Linked DNA regions of Macaca mulatta: all the other regions are linked to region 1. A link is a contact called in public Hi-C data. All regions are on one chromosome and are shown on one strand. Each heading gives the region's core, a stretch centred on a gene start, on an enhancer-like site or on the middle of the called end of the contact. The rest is flanking DNA. Distances are from core to core; before and after follow the strand shown.

What was found. Hi-C and Micro-C count contacts between places; a contact is called where the count stands out from the background.
Region 2: a contact with region 1 is called in a Hi-C map of fibroblasts, with 3 times the contacts expected there. The contact joins the promoter of PLS1 here to the promoter of U2SURP in region 1. A contact is called at or near these places in 6 of 14 Hi-C or Micro-C datasets (CD4 T cells, blood, cortical neurons and 3 more).
Region 3: a Hi-C map of fetal cortex germinal zone shows a contact between it and region 1, with 5 times the contacts expected there. The contact joins the promoter of ATR here to the promoter of U2SURP in region 1. A contact is called at or near these places in 5 of 14 Hi-C or Micro-C datasets (CD4 T cells, blood, cortical neurons and 2 more).

What each region holds. Positions count from the first base shown.
Region 1 is chr2:45,976,871-45,979,830 of T2T-MMU8v2.0, reverse strand. U2SURP (U2 snRNP associated SURP domain containing) reads right to left here and starts at 1,442. Exons shown (of 28, transcript XM_028843754.2): 1 at 1,388-1,442. The coding sequence starts at 1,432. LOC144339461 reads right to left here. Exons shown (of 5, transcript XM_077994094.1): 5 at 1,620-1,991. The coding sequence ends at 1,823.
Region 2 is chr2:45,566,462-45,569,609 of T2T-MMU8v2.0, reverse strand. It overlaps PLS1 (plastin 1), which reads right to left and starts at 1,887. Exons shown (of 16, transcript XM_028843750.2): 1 at 1,287-1,887.
Region 3 is chr2:45,548,973-45,551,952 of T2T-MMU8v2.0, reverse strand. It overlaps ATR (ATR serine/threonine kinase), which reads left to right and starts at 1,628. Exons shown (of 46, transcript XM_015131992.3): 1 at 1,628-1,775. The coding sequence starts at 1,717.

The sequences.
Region 1 (2,960 bases), core at 193-2,692:
AAATTGTGAGGCTTATGCATGACTTGTTATGAACGTAGCTAACTTTAGTAATAGCTCCTTAACGGTATGTTCTTGTCATGAGTCTGTTGAGAAGAGTTGGTAGAGCGAGTTACCCCTGTATTCCCCTCGCCCCCAAAGAGGGGGAGAAGACGAAATGTACTGAGGAGGGAAAAAAACTGACACAACACCTTGTAAAGCAGCCGAAACTGGCCCCTTATCAAAGTTTCTACGTAACTAAAGGATGTCTGGTAAGACCATTACTAATTATGAACTAATTATTTTGGTGTACATCATTCACCAAGTGGCATAAACAGTCGGATTAGAGAACGCAAGTAGAAAACGAGTTGATGTTTCTCAGAACTGTAAAAGCAAGCTTCTCTCCTACAGTAAATTTAACTTTCTAATAACTGATTTATAGTCACACATACTCTTTAAGATGTAACAGTCCCCAGCACCTAAAAAAGTGTTATACACCTTTTTGCATCAGCATCGGGAAGTTTAACTACCTAGTGGCAGTACCAATTAATATATTCGAGACCAGAAAACCAAAGCAAACAACGATTAAATGTCCCGCCCAAGATGGCAACTAAGAACCCAACCTTACTAATGCTGAACTACTACCACAGCTCACTGGTTTCACAATACGTGCACAGGATTCCCTGTAAACACAAATGCAATTTACTAATCGTATGTAGCTTAAAAGTCTACGGGGCTTCTCTTTTCACTGTGTTTCTTCAACATGAAGAAAGAGACCACGAGTCCTCTACCCTAAAAAGTGCTTTTTACTTCCCCTTAAGGTAAAGACCACGTGTAGCGTGTACATTAACCTTGGCTATGAAGCACTGCAAAGGAGAGCTTGCTCCCGCCTCTGCATTTCCCACTTCGCGTCTTTGCCCTAGTGGTCCTCCCCTCACAGCTGGCGACCCTAAAGATTATTTATTCCTTGGAGGGAAACTGAGGGAGGCCGGAAGTGAGTGAGATCCAAAACCGAGAAAAAAGCAGCACTTAAGCACCGGGAAGCGATTCCCGCCTCTCTCCCAGGCGCTGTCTGGAGGCCTCAGGGCGCAGGAAGCTGAAATACAGGAGAGCGTTTTCACGACTTCAGACCTCAATCTGAATTCCTGATTTCACTCCAACGCCAAGTGCGGGCCGAAGCACTCACGCCACCACCCCCTGGGCACGCCAGTTTCGAGCTGAATCCAGGCTGGGAATAAGGGGAGATACCAGGCCTCTCAACCTGCGCACCACGGTGCGGCGGCGCCCGGGCCTACCGTCCCGAGCAGAACGCAGACCCCAATCCCAATCGCCTCTCACAGGCCAGAAGCGTCTGTGGGCCCCAGACGACAGTGGTAGATCCGCTGACTTACGAAATTTTGTCAGAAATTACCTTTGAACTGGCCTTCTGAGATCCGCCTGGCGTTTTGTCCGCCATCTTGAGCTTTGCCCCTCCTTCGGCGGCAGCAGCAGCACGGGCGAGTCGAGCACCGAAAGAGCGGATCTCAGCGAAGCCCGCCAGAGGAGCCTGCAAGGCTGAATAGTCGACTGTCGAGATAGCGACCTTGGGGGAAGCCGCTCACGTGACTTCCGGTGTCAGTAATTTCCTCAGCCGCGCTCACTACGCTAGTTTTCCTGGGAGTCACGGTGTTTGGTCACGTTATTGGGTCCGGGAATTCAGAGTATCTCCTTGTCCAGGGCCAGCTGATATTTCACTCTCTTATCCCAACGCCAACCCTTGACAGATGCGAACCAGTCGTATTTCCTTTGTGGGAAGGGAGCCGCTTTTTAAAGACGTGCACTGGCCATCTAGGGAGTAGCTTTTACTTCAACTCAAAATAGGACTGGAGCTGACCGGTGGCCTGGCGCTTGATCGACGGAAACGCTGTTCTCGCCACTTCGGCAGCTCCCACGCTTGCAGTCTGCTCATCTTAAGATGGTGAATGTTGACATACGGTTGCGCCCGAAAAGCCGAGAAGAGGAGCGTTTGACCCAACCTGAGGGTGATCCAGTAGACACTGTTAAGGGCGTCTGCAGAGTGGGTGCGCGTGGAGACAGTCAATGAGAGAAAATCGTAAATACAGACGGTGTTCTAAATCTAGCATGCATGTAAAGTTGTGTGACATTTTTAAAGATTACATTTTACACTTTAGTATTGTTTTCATTTTTAATCACATAAATGGGGGAGCATCATATTAAACTTTTCTGTACTTAGTACTTTTTTAAAAAGTTATTAATCAGGACCTAGATTCAAAGAAGGAAAGCTTGTTTGAGAAGACTATGCCTGAATCAGGCCAGGCAAGGAAAGAAAGGACATTCCAGAAAGAGGGAGTAATTGAGGTAAAAGCCTGTGGCATAAATTAGTACAGCCGGTCTTGCAGGTCACCTAAGCAGTCATTTTATTAGATCAGGTGTGGAGAGGGACGTGGTTGGACGGGGTGTGGGTGCAGGTTCACACAGCGCCCTGAGGTCACCATCGTGCTTAGGAGTTTGAATTCTATTCTCGCCGGGCGCGGTGGCTCAAGCCTGTAATCCCAGCACTTTGGGAGGCCGAGACGGGCGGATCACGAGGTCAGGAGATCGAGACCATCCTGGCTAACACGGTGAAACCCCGTCTCTACTAAAAAATACAAAAAACTAGCCGGGCGAGGTGGCGGGCGCCTGTAGTCCCAGCTACTCGGGAGGCTGAGGCAGGAGAATGGCGTGAACCCGGGAGGCGGAGCTTGCAGTGAGCTGAGATCCGGCCACTGCACTCCAGTCTGGGCGACAGAGCGAGACTCCGCTCAAAAAAAAAAAAAAAAAGCTATTCTCAGAATGAAGATCGGCCTTTAACAAGGTTGAAATGGTCAGATTTTTATTTTAAAGTATTGCTCTGAGGACTAGGGTGGGAGCGGAGGGCGTTCGTGGACCTCTCCCTAATTCATTTATTCAAAATATTTTTGAGCCCCGTTTTGTGTGTAAAAGCC
Region 2 (3,148 bases), core at 638-3,137, 410 kb after region 1:
CCAGAAAATGAGAAAACCTGGATTTGCTAATGAGGGGATTTGCTAATTAGCTTTGCTAATGAGGGGCTTGGGTGGCCACAGCAAGTCATCTAACCTCGCTGGTCTCAGTTTTCTCATTTGTAAACTGAAGCAGCTGAACTGGCTGACCTCAAAGGTCTCTACAGCCCAAACTAGACCAACTGTATATTATTTCTGCCATTAAAACATTTATCATGGGAGGAATGAAGGGGGGCAGAATACCTGTATTCCCTTTCCATATAGGTTTCTCTTCCTGAACTTAAAATTTCCTCTTCCTAAACTTACTACCTCTCTCTCTCTCTCTCTCTCTCTATATATATATATGCCTCCACATTTAACACTTTACTATAGAATTTCATTACATAATTCAATTTAAAGGAGAGCTGATTACAAAGGTGGTTGGGGGGGGGGGCGTGTAAAAGAACTTGCTTCAAGTTCTGTGTGGGCCCCCTGGCCTGAAATTTTGCTTCTGGCTCACAGGTTCTTCAAGAAATTTATGCAACACAGCTTAAGTCTCATACAAGTATATCCAACATCGTGGCTGGAGGGAAAAATATCACGGTATAAGCCATAAAATGTGACACAGTAAGTAAAGGGGGAAAGGTGAGAACTCTGTTACTCATCTGAACGACGGCTTCCTTTTAGTAATGCCAAATGAAGCCCGAAATACAGTAATAATTGAAAAGTTAGGGGGAAATCTTAAATTTTGTAAATTCTGCACTTGAAAATGCAGCTGAAACACGGAAAGTTTTTTGGCAGTGAAATTCGCTGAAAACTGACATTTTTATGCCGCATCCAGAGGTCCCTATGCTCCAGGAAAGGTACCAAAAACAGAAAGCACGGATGGGATTTCACTACAGCCCTATTGATCCTATGCACCGAAAGGCCAAAGGCAAATAAAACAGTCTCAGAATTAAAACAAAACAGGCTGGATCAGAAAGCCTCACCGGCAGCCACCCAAAGTCGAAAACAGAAAACTTAATGAAATACCTTACTTCAATGCAGGGAATCACAACTCAGTTAACAGGATTATTGTTTAAGCAGCATAAATACGCGATTTAACACCTGCGGGCATTGCCTGCCCGGACCGGACAGAAGCGCGCCCGGAGGACGGTGGGCGCCGCACTGCACAGCCGGGAGACGAGAGGCGAGCGAGGGGACCCGGAGAGACTGCCCCCGAGCCTCCGCGCGCCCCGAAAGGAGTAACGCTTCGCTTTCCATCTGTCTGTCCAGCCTTCCTTTTGGGCCCTATCCCCACCCCCGCGTACCTGCCGCCGCCGCCGCCGTCCTGCCCTAGAGAGCGCAGCTCCCACTGGAGATCCAAGTACCTGCAGGTCTACTCTGCGGCTACCTCTCCGCGCCCGCGCAGCCGCTGCGCTCGCGCCACTGCGCATGCTCGGCCGGCACCCGGGCCCGCAAACTCTGAATCCACTTGCCACGTTTTGCCTGCGGCTCCCAGGGGGAAGGAAAGGGAAGCCCAGAGCCTGGGTTCAGGCTAAGGGTGAAAGACGAGTTGCCGGCGCTGGGAGCATGGATGGGGAGAGGTGGATGGGCGCTGTGGCAACGTTATCTCTACCCCCTACAGTTACCCAAGTCTAAAGATGACCACCTACACCCTGGGAATGAGTTTAGCACAGCGGTTCTCAAACTTGAGCGTGGATCAGAATCACCTGGAGAGCTTTTTAAAATCACAGATCCCAAACCCAGAGTTTCCGATTCAGTTAGGTCTGGAGCGTAGCGCGGCAGTTCCCATTTCTAACATGTCCTCAGCGAAAACTGGTGCTACTAGTCTGGGTACCACACTTTGGGACCTGCAGGTCAAAAGAGAGGGTATACGTTACTAAAGAAGACTTGCTTCTCTCCCCTACTCACTCTCTCTCTTTTTTTTCGTTTGTTTCACGTATTGCTTGCTTGTCATTTAACAGCCACACCTGATTAAAATAAATATATAACGAAAGCCCACACAAACAAAAGTGGGATATTTTCTCTCGCATGTGAGTCAAGTAAGTGGAATGCTGCCTCAAGAGTTCTCACATACTTTGCCTGAAGCATAATCCGTAGTTGTGGTCTGTCCAACTCAGTCCAGAGAACAGAACAAGGTTTTGCTGCCCCTTTAACTCAAAGTCCCACGTGCCCCTTCTGCGCCTAGCACAATATTCAATACGGAATAGGCACCCAACCAACCTTGAGATGGTAACAATAGAAAAAAAAGCGAAATTGAAATTATTTTAAGAACCCAAAGAATTTGGACGAGCAATGAACTATGCAAGTAGGTGGGCCACAGAGAGGGAAGATAAGGAATTTTTCCCACCTGCCACCTACAGAATCAGGTAAATTTAGGACTCTTATCTGATTTTTCCCACCTGCCACCTAGAGAATCTGGTAAATTTAGTATCCTTATCTGATACTTATCTAGATATGCAGGGGGAGTTAAGTTCAGTTCTCACAAAATAAAGCAAAATAGTTATTTAAAAAGTAAACATGCATCTAACATATGACCCAGCCATTTCATTCCTAGATGTTATCCAAGAGAAAGTAAAACATATGCTTACACAAAAACTTGAACAGGAATGCTCATAGCAGCTGTTTTTCACAAAAGCCCCAAAGCAGAAGTAACCCAACTGTCCATCAACATGTAAATGAAAAAACATATTGTGGTATATTTATACAATGCAATACTACTCAACGATAAAAAAGAAGAAATATTCTCTCACCCAGGACTCAATATGGATAACTCTCAAAATCGGTATGCTGAGTTGAAGAAACTAGAGACAAAACATACTGAATAATCCCACTTATATGAAGTACAAACTAACCTTTAATGACAAAAACCAGATTAGTAATTGCCTGGAGCCAGGAGTGGAGGGAAGGATAAACTGCAAATGAGCAGAAAAAATATTTTTGGAGGGGGACGATGGAAATTTTCTGTTTTGATGGTAGTGACAATTTCACAGGTGTATGCAACTGTCATCGCTAAATTGTACACTTTAAACATGAAAAATGTATGTAAATTATTCACCAATAAGTTTGATAAGAAAACACTTTTTTCATGAAATACTCTTATAATCTGTTTATTTCGTGGTAATATTGACCAGGGCAAGTTCATGAGGAAATGTAGATTCTAAATATG
Region 3 (2,980 bases), core at 379-2,878, 430 kb after region 1:
AGGTAGACATTATTAATCCCATTTTACAGATGAAAAAATGGAAGTACTAAGAGATTACGTAACTTTACTGAGGACATACAGTTTCTAGCAGATGGAATGAGAACTTGTGTAGGGACTGTAACTCCCAATCCCATGTCCTTTCTACTAAAACATTCAGTGATTCATTCAACAAATGTTTACTGAATACCACCTATGTGCCAGGCACTGTTTTAGGTCCTGGGTATCTGATAGTTAACAAAATAGACAAGACCTTGCTCTCCAGGAGCTTACATTGTAACTGAAGAGAAACAATAACATAGTATGTCCGGGTGTGGTGGTTCTCACCTCTAATCCTAGTACTTTGGGAGGCCGAGGCCGAGGTGGGAGGATCGCATGAGGCCAAGAGTTTGAGACCAGCCTGGGCAACATAGCAAGACCTTGTCTCTACAAAAAATAATTAGCCAGGCGTTGTGGCATGTTTGTAGTCCCAGCTACTCAGGAAGCTGAGGCAGGAGGATCAATTGAGCCCAGGCTGAAGTGAGAGAATCGCTTGAGCCTGGGAGGTTTAGGCTGCAGTAAGCTATGATTGCAACATTCATTGCATTAGAACCTGGACAACAGAGTAAGACAATGTTTCTAACAAAAAAAAAGAGAGAGCGAGAGAGAGTGTGTATATATGTTAGTCTATATGAAGCTCTTTGGTGTTATTTTGGCAAACACATAAAGGGAAAGGGGCAATGACAGAATGGCGTTCAAGGCAGAGTACAGCAAATGGAAAGTTCTTGAGGCAAGAGCATATTTGGCTGTCATTACATCACTTTTTTAAAAGATCCTGTATCAGTTAACTATCCTCATGTACCAAAGAACAAATGTAAACATACTGCATGACTTTGAGTGATTAACTACCTAACTTCGACATGTCAACAATCTCTTATAGTGATCATCTTTCCAATAAATTGAGCTAGAAAATGTGTATTGCCAAAACCCATTGCTTTACTTTAAAAATTAAATCACAGGTTGTGGATGCCCGTAATGGTGGCATTTCCACACATAGTACTGCTGCTGATTTGATGAGACAAAAATATAAACCAACCCCATTTTTAAATATTAAAGGTTGGTAGGGTCCTCAAGGAAACCTAAGAGTGACTTCAAGTTGAAAAAGAATGCTTAGAAGGAAAAAAACAGGGAGAGCCCACCTTTTGGCCTGTATCTCTCAGAAAGAGGGACAAGAGCGGTGGGAAACTGAGGAACTTTTAAAATGTGAGAGCGTTACTCTGGGGAAACCTGGAGTCTACTCTTGGCCTTTACTCGCTGTCATCGTTCTCACATTTGTGAAGCGAGAGTCTGGGCTGGCGGCCCTCAAGCCCTATTCTCCCCCGATCCGGGGATGTTGCTTCGCTGTGCCTCCCAGGCTTGAGAACAGTAGAGTCTGGCCGCTCAAAACGAAAGCTTCACGAACATTGCTCGCTGGGTGCTGAGAACGAAGGCTGACGCTACCCGGGAAATTCGACCGACGCGCGCCAGCCCGCTTGCCCCGCCCGCTAACGGCTTCCCGGCTTCCCCCGGGTCCTAAGCAGAAAATACGCAGGGCCTGGCAAACGGGGCCAGTAGCGGCTTCCGGGAGGAGTTTTGGCTTCCGCAAGGCTCCGTCGGGCGCCGCGCTCTTCCGGCAGCGGTAGCTTTGGAGACACCGGGAACCCGAGTCGGCGTGGTTGAAGAGTGCCGCGCAGCCCCAGCATGGGGGAACATGGTGTGGAGCTGGCTTCCATGATCCCCGCCTTGCGGGAGCTCGGCAGGTAGGGGTAGGCCCAGCCTGGGTCCTGCATCCTCCTCCTCCGGTCCCGGCTGGGGTTTCACATGCTTTCCCCTCCCCTGCCGCGCCATGGCTGGCATCCCCTAAGTCCGCGCTGCGGCCCTTGTGGAGATGCTCCGTGGCTGATTTGGGCGCTTCTCCCTCAGAGTGCCAGTTGATAGGACATGGGGCGGTCGCCACAAACCTGCGGGAAGCCGGTCCGTAGGGGAGAGAGGCGTCTGCTGGCCCTGGTTTACCGCAGCAGCCCGTGGGTGTTAGCCCCGACCCGAGAATTAGCCCCGACCCGAGAGTTTGCTTCCTGCAGCTGGAGGGAAGAGTGCCTGATAATCGCTTTCTGGTCACTTTTCTACACTCATTTCCTTCTCGAAAATCTTTTTCCTTAGACGAGGGACTTGACCCATCAGGTTCTGTTCTTCGTGATCACTCGTGGAGGAATTGGTTTTTAGCCTTACATTTTGTCCCCAAATTGTCCTTGGAAGAAAATCACCGCTTCTTATTTTCTGCAAGTGACATCACTTGCTGGAACAGGCAATTTTTTTCTTTGAATTGAAGTCACAGTACGTACTGAAGATGTGACCTCCTTCGTATTGATCGTCCAGTTCCCGATCCGTTGTTTTAGTCAGAAATTGGAGAGATAGACCTCAGGGTCCACAAAATCTCAGCGTGCACAGAGTGTTGCCAAAATTTGGAGACGATTTAATATTTGGTTTGCAAATGCTTGTTGTCTGTAAACCTCGTGAAAACCAGTATCTTACCAAAAGAAGGAGGGAGAGGGGTTGATGGCTGCCACACCCCTTCAATACACAGGCAGGCTTCCCTGAACCAGGCCTAAAGACTCGGTAGGGCTTGTTTTGTTTTGTTTAATTCTAACCTGTGAACAAGAAATAAATGAGCTCGTGGTGCTACTGCAGTTAAATTATCAGTTGGAACAACTGCTTCCCAGTTTCTTAAACTGTTTGAAAACTTCCCACACAAAGTCAAAGCTGACATTAAGCCAATGGGATAGCTACTTCTCTTTCTTTTTGCAGCGCAGTTGTGTTCATTTCCACTGGTTGGCCATCCAAATAATCTAGTTTCAATATATGAATAAGAGGATAAATGAAGGGATCATTCTTGTCCTAACTGCGTCACTATTTTTGAGTGTATGAATTTTTTCCACTTTTTATCTGCGGCAAATATACTTCGTGT